Regions from separate parts of the Mus musculus genome. Here region 2 is linked to region 1. A link is a contact called in public promoter capture Hi-C data. All regions are on one chromosome and are shown on one strand. The core of a region is the stretch at or near the end of the contact, and the rest is flanking DNA. Distances in the headings are between cores, read along the strand shown.

Region 1 (2,877 bases), core at 184-2,683:
TAGGGTTATTCTTAGAGAACTCTTTATTTACTCTTTTCTATTGGTCTTCTCCTTATATTTTTCATTTACTTTGTTATATGACAATATCGTATGGGCATATGATATAAAGCAATTACTAGCTAGCTCTCCAATATTCCTTCTTATCTCCCTCTCTTCTCTATCAACCCTTCTGTATCCCTACCAGTTCCTTTCTGGATTCATGACGGTTTTTGTTCTGTTCTGTGACCCATTTCATTTAATCAGATCCCCCTGTGTGCTCATTGATTATACACTGATTCCTAGTAGAGTGAGAAGTGCTCTGTTCAACCATCTTCTAAAATAAATCTCCTGATGATTGTTTCCTGAGCCCCTGGCCGTTATTTCTACTCATCAGTCAAGGCCCATAAAGCTATAAAAATCAATACCTAAATGCTTATCTTTCCAGACAAAGCAAATAAGTAGACAGTGTACTTTAAAATCCCCTCTTTTAGATATCCATGGTCAAAAGATCAGTAACTGCAGGTGTAGCACATAATACCATCTATAAGCCAGACTTAGTCATTTTTTTCTTCTGTAGCTAGAGAAAATTTCACATAAACTAGAGATTACGCTGCACATATAATTCATATGTTCATAAAATTTACTGTGTTCTTTGGGTCAGTTTAACCTTATTTTACAAAAGTGCCACTTTCTTTGATAGCTGAGTGTAACGTGCCCGAATAATTGAAGATTCACTTCTATTTCTGACAGGTTCTCTCTTGCCCCCGCTGTCTTCAAGAAGCGAGGGAGCAGACAGCAGAGAGGATACATATGAAGTACTCTGTAAACTCGGTATTACCAGCCTTTAAACGGGATGAAGCAACGTAAAAATAGATCACCACGAAGGATTTAAATGAAACAGGTTTGCACTCAGTAGATGCAGGATACTCGTGTTATAGTTCTGGGAAGTGTTTATAGCTCAAATACGTCTTGGGATGTAGACGCATCATCTGAGAGAGCATCGCAGTAAGTCTGCCTGTCAGGAACTGCAGATCGCCTAGAAGCCTGGAGCTGTGGGAAAAAGTGTGTGGGTGGGTGGGTGGGGGTGGGGGGGCTCGGGTCTTAAAGGCTGGAAGCAGGGCCTACGAAGACCACTGTCCTTCCTGCTGCTGTGTTGGCTAGCGTCAACTCAGTATCAACTATAGCCATTTTGGAGGAGGAAACCCCTAATTGTGAAAATGTCTTCAGCGGATTAGCCAAAGGACAAGCCTGTCAAGCATTCTCTTGATTGATGTTTGATGTGGGAGGGCCCTAGTCTCTGGAGGCAGTGCCACCCGTTGGGCTGTAGCCATTTCCTCCAAGTTGAAACATCTTCTCCTGGAGGGAGGGGGCGCTAGAGAGTCGGGAAGTAAACCAGACAAATCCGGTGAAAACTGAAACTAGCAAGATTCTCAAGGTCCCCACCCCCTCTCCTCCTGGGCTTCAAAAGCAGTCGAAAACTGCGGGGTGAGAAAGGATTGCACGGTTGGCTAGGATTCCCACAGCGAGCAGTTCGGTTGCAGTTTTCCTGAATCCCCACCTTGATGAGGTAAGCTTTTCAGAGATGCAGCTGCTTTTGAGCTTCCCTGACCCCACTGACCAGCACTGGATTCTGGATTTCCATCCCATAATTAGTTGTCAATGCCCTCTCTGGGCTAAGCAGACATAGACTGTGGTTCTCTAAATACGTCTCATGGGACAAAGTGTCTGGAGAGGTATTCTAGAGGCATATGTTAGAGGTATTTTGCCACATTTCCACATCTCATAGCACTGAACAATAAGGGAATTGTTGGCTATAGGGAACTATGCCACCAAGAGTAAGCTAGGGTCTAGAGAACCCCCTTAGCAAGTCCTGAGAACACCCATCTAGCACCCAAAACCAACACAAGATTAATGCAGCATAGTGGGGGGCTCAAACCCCACAAAATACAGCCTTAGACACAGAAGCCTATAAGCAGCTGAGACTGAATAGGAAACAAAAGTAGATATAATGTAGGGAAGTTAAAGATACCAGTTCAAACTTCACAGTAGACGGGAGAATTTTCCAGCTGGGCTGGAGAGATGGCTCAGTGGTTAAGAGCACTGGCTGCTCTTCCAGAGGTCCGGAGTTCAGTTCCCAGCAACCACATGGTGGCTCACAACCATCTGTAATATAATTTGATTCTCTCTTCTGGTGTGAATGAAATAAATAAACAAACAAATCTTAACCAATAATAGTAGTAGTAGTAATAATAATGATAGATAATTGTACCAGGCATGCTTGTCTCTGTAAAGTATAAACTCTATAATAATCATTAGATTTTTTTGCCATCTGTACTTCCTTTCTCATCTAAGGTACTTACTGATTTTGTGATTTAGACTACATGTTTACATATAGGAAGAGATTACAAGTGAACTTGGGAAAAACTGGAATTCACCAGCTATGGGACAACAGTTAAAGACTTTTTGATAAACTACTTACTTAAACTGTAGGTGAGACAGTGTTTCATTGGAGGATTTTAGTTCTCTCAGGCTTACAAGACTAAAGCTAAAGTACTTGGTGATGCCTGACAAGAATTACTGTAAATATTAGACATTACTATTAAAGATACTATATCTTTGTGACAATACTCTTGATACAAATTATTTCCAGACCCCATTTGAAAAAACTAAGCAAAGAAGTGATTTTAGGAATTCTAGAAAAAATAAATATGGGAGGGAAAAGAAATCACTCTATAGTTTTGAGAATCCTTACCTCAGTATTTCTCAAAAGTGAGCTTGCCAAACTGTGGAAGTCCACAGCTGCCAGGCTGAGGTAGAGGCTTCAGGGACTCTGAAGACAAACTAACAAGGATTGAACTGATTTCAATGCAGCTTCTTGTTGAGAGGTCTCTAATCTTT
Region 2 (2,877 bases), core at 147-2,646, 2.1 Mb after region 1:
GGATCAGAGAAATAAGAGAGAAGGCACACAGCCGCTTGCTGGGCTGTGTATTGGGACTGAGGACTGACAGGGGGTAATGATTTTCTCCCCTCACGGTATTACCAGGGAATTTGATGTCTTTATATTTTGTAAAGGTCATGCCATATGACTTCCAGAAGCCATGATCAAAACCAACAAAAACACCTGGCTTTTCCCATACGGAACTTGGAAAACGCTCTGGCTCTACTTGGGGGTGAGGGCCCAACTGCTTGAAGGCCTATACCTGCAATTAGTGTATGTCTACACCTGGAAGTAGACAACCTGAAAAACCTGCTGAAAAACACCCTCTCACCTATGAAAATACAACATGTTAATTAATATTCGCCACCAGCGGCCACTTGCTCTGTCCTCTAGTTTATGTTTAGGCCAGGCTTAACTATAGAAAAATATCAGGCATTATTTTAGGGTCTAGGTCAGTCTAAACGTGTTCTATTAGACAATAACAACGAAAATCTATATTGTAGTATCTTCCTTCTCTAGAGTCCTCTGGGGTTTGGATTGGTTTTATCTTCCTTATCTTGCCTTCATCCCCTTGTGAGCAACTACAAGGAAAAAGAAGGCCTGCAGGACTCTTGACAGAACCTGGAATCTCTTTACCCTGTCTTCTCTCATTCGTAACCACAAGGGAGGGCCCTCATCAGACTAGTCACGTGTACCTTCCCACACTGTGACCTCGATGGGTTCTTTGAAGTGAATGCTGGAATTCAGTCTGAGTTATCCTTTTTTATGCAACCAGGGTTACCAGTCTGTGGAATGCTGCCACCCACAGTTACTGGGGGTCTCCATAGCTCAAGTAATCTAATCTAGATAAATTTCACATACATGTCTAGAGGCTCTCTCCTAGATGATTCTAGATCCTTTCAAGTTGACAATATAAACAACACGAGAAGCACCTCAGCCGGCAAATTAATATTTAGCAATACAGAGACAGCATGCCAGCATTTTGAAACTCCTGAGAAAGTAACGGATTCAGTAATTTATTCCTTATTACTACTCACAGAGGAACCTATTTTGAACATGACAGAATTAAAGTCACCTATAAAACTATTTGTTTCACATATGCCTGCTAGTCGGGATAGTTATATTTGTAAAGCACATCTTTAAAAATTAGAAAACGAAGTGATCAAAGGAACGTGTGCTCAAACCTGTCACCTGGCACAGGGTAGTAGTGCAGGGCGACTCAGCGCGTTCCGGCACCGGCCAGGGGACCTGCGCAAAGACGACTTCCTCCCGGACACCAAGGAGGAAGCGGAAGTGCCAGCTCTGCGTAGCCTTGGAGACGCGGGGAGGCGTAGTCGCCTCGTAACGAGACCTTTGACCCGCGCTCGGCAGCCTCGGAGGCGGAGCAGCCGAGACTCCTGAAGAGGCGGTGGAGGCAGCCGCGGGTCGCAGCCGCGATGGAGGTAACGGTGGGCGTCGCGCCGCCCCGCTGGCCCGCTGTGCCGCTCGAGGGGTGGGAGGGCATGGGAGCACCCTGTCCCCGCCCTCGCGCCCAGACCCCCGCCGCGGCGCTTGGCATTGAACCTGGTGCTGGCTCCGGCCGTGGCGACGGCCCAGCTCCGGTCCCTACCGCCTAAAGGGGTCCTCCTCTGCACAGATTTGTTTGGCCGCGCCTTGTACCTGGAATTGGGATGAGCTCTTTTTATGGTTTGTTTTACAGGATTCTGCTCCAGATGCCGTAGCTGCAGCACCCTCCGGGACCCCGAAATCCAAGGTGAGGAGAGCACTCAGCCGCCTGGTTCCCTGTAGCGCATAAGGTTAATGAATCGGAAAACTTTGGCATGGGGAGAATTATTTAAAAAAAAAAAAAAAAAAAAAAAAGAACTAACCTTTCCTCAGGGAGTTTCATTTTAATTTACTTACAGATTTCCTGTTCTTTTTTAAATTTCCTGATGTGCGAGCAGTTTGTTTACTTCCTGCTCCTTGTTAGCACGATGCTGTATTTCAAACATTTAGCTAGTCTGTTTAATGAAAGTTTACACAGTGACACGAAGCCGAGGGGATTAGATAAGAGGCAGGAAGAAGCAAGGAACTATATCCTGTTGGCTCCAGCTCCAGAGTTGAGGGTGGAATAAGGTTGTTCTTACAGCACTGTGCAATGTTTTATGCTAAGTGATTCAGAAAGGTAGGGGCACAATTTATTACCAAAATGTAGTGTTTGAAGACTGATTTCTAGGCATTTGCTGAAGTAACAGATTCTTTCAGGTAAGCTTCCTGAAATACGTATCTTCCCTATTCTCATTCTGCAGATGAGGAAACGTTGTGCACAAAGATTAAGTAATTTTCAGTTAGTAAACCCTAATATTTTAGTTGAAGTCTAAATGTGACCCGATTCACCTGTGAATGTAGTTATGTTGTTAGCTTCCAACAGAATGAGTTCTACAGCTCGAGAAATCTTGAGTTCCAAGCCCTTCTTGTACAGCTAGAGAACTCAGTGTTCTCTGTAAGAGTTTTGTGCTGGGGTTTTGGTTTGATTTTCCATTCACCTAATTACTTTTAGTTATTGAAGTTACGTTTCTCAATTTAAAAAATGTGACTGGCTCAACTGTTTAGAGTGTCTCTCTTTGGTTTTCGGCAGACACTGTGTTTCTTTTGGTGGCCGTACTAAAAGCATGGGTTTTAAAACTCAATAATACGACTCCATCTTTCAGCTAGAAACGTTGCCCAGAGAAGATCTCATCAAGTTTGCCAAGAAGCAAATGATGCTCCTGCAGAAAGCCAAAGCAAGGTGTACAGGTACTGGGTTTAAATCAGAGCTTTTCAGTAGACCACCATGCCTAGCCCTGCAGTTGCCTTTGAATAAGTAAAGGAACAAATGAATTTTTAATTCAGTGTGTG

The links. Promoter capture Hi-C pulls out the DNA fragments that hold promoters and counts their contacts.
Region 2: a contact with region 1 is called in a promoter capture Hi-C map of hematopoietic stem and progenitor cells. The contact joins the promoter of Gcc2 here to the promoter of Msl3l2 in region 1. A contact is called at or near these places in 5 of 39 promoter capture datasets (cranial neural crest, embryonic stem cells, hematopoietic stem and progenitor cells and 2 more).

Annotation. Positions count from the first base shown.
Region 1 is chr10:56,105,484-56,108,360 of GRCm38.p6, forward strand. Msl3l2 (MSL3 like 2) reads left to right here and starts at 1,434. Exons shown (of 2, transcript NM_001163833.1): 1 at 1,434-1,546. The region is part of intron 22 of Tbc1d32 (TBC1 domain family, member 32); the gene reads right to left.
Region 2 is chr10:58,254,130-58,257,006 of GRCm38.p6, forward strand. Gcc2 (GRIP and coiled-coil domain containing 2) reads left to right here and starts at 1,397. Exons shown (of 23, transcript NM_027375.2): 1 at 1,397-1,442; 2 at 1,700-1,753; 3 at 2,691-2,775. The coding sequence starts at 1,437.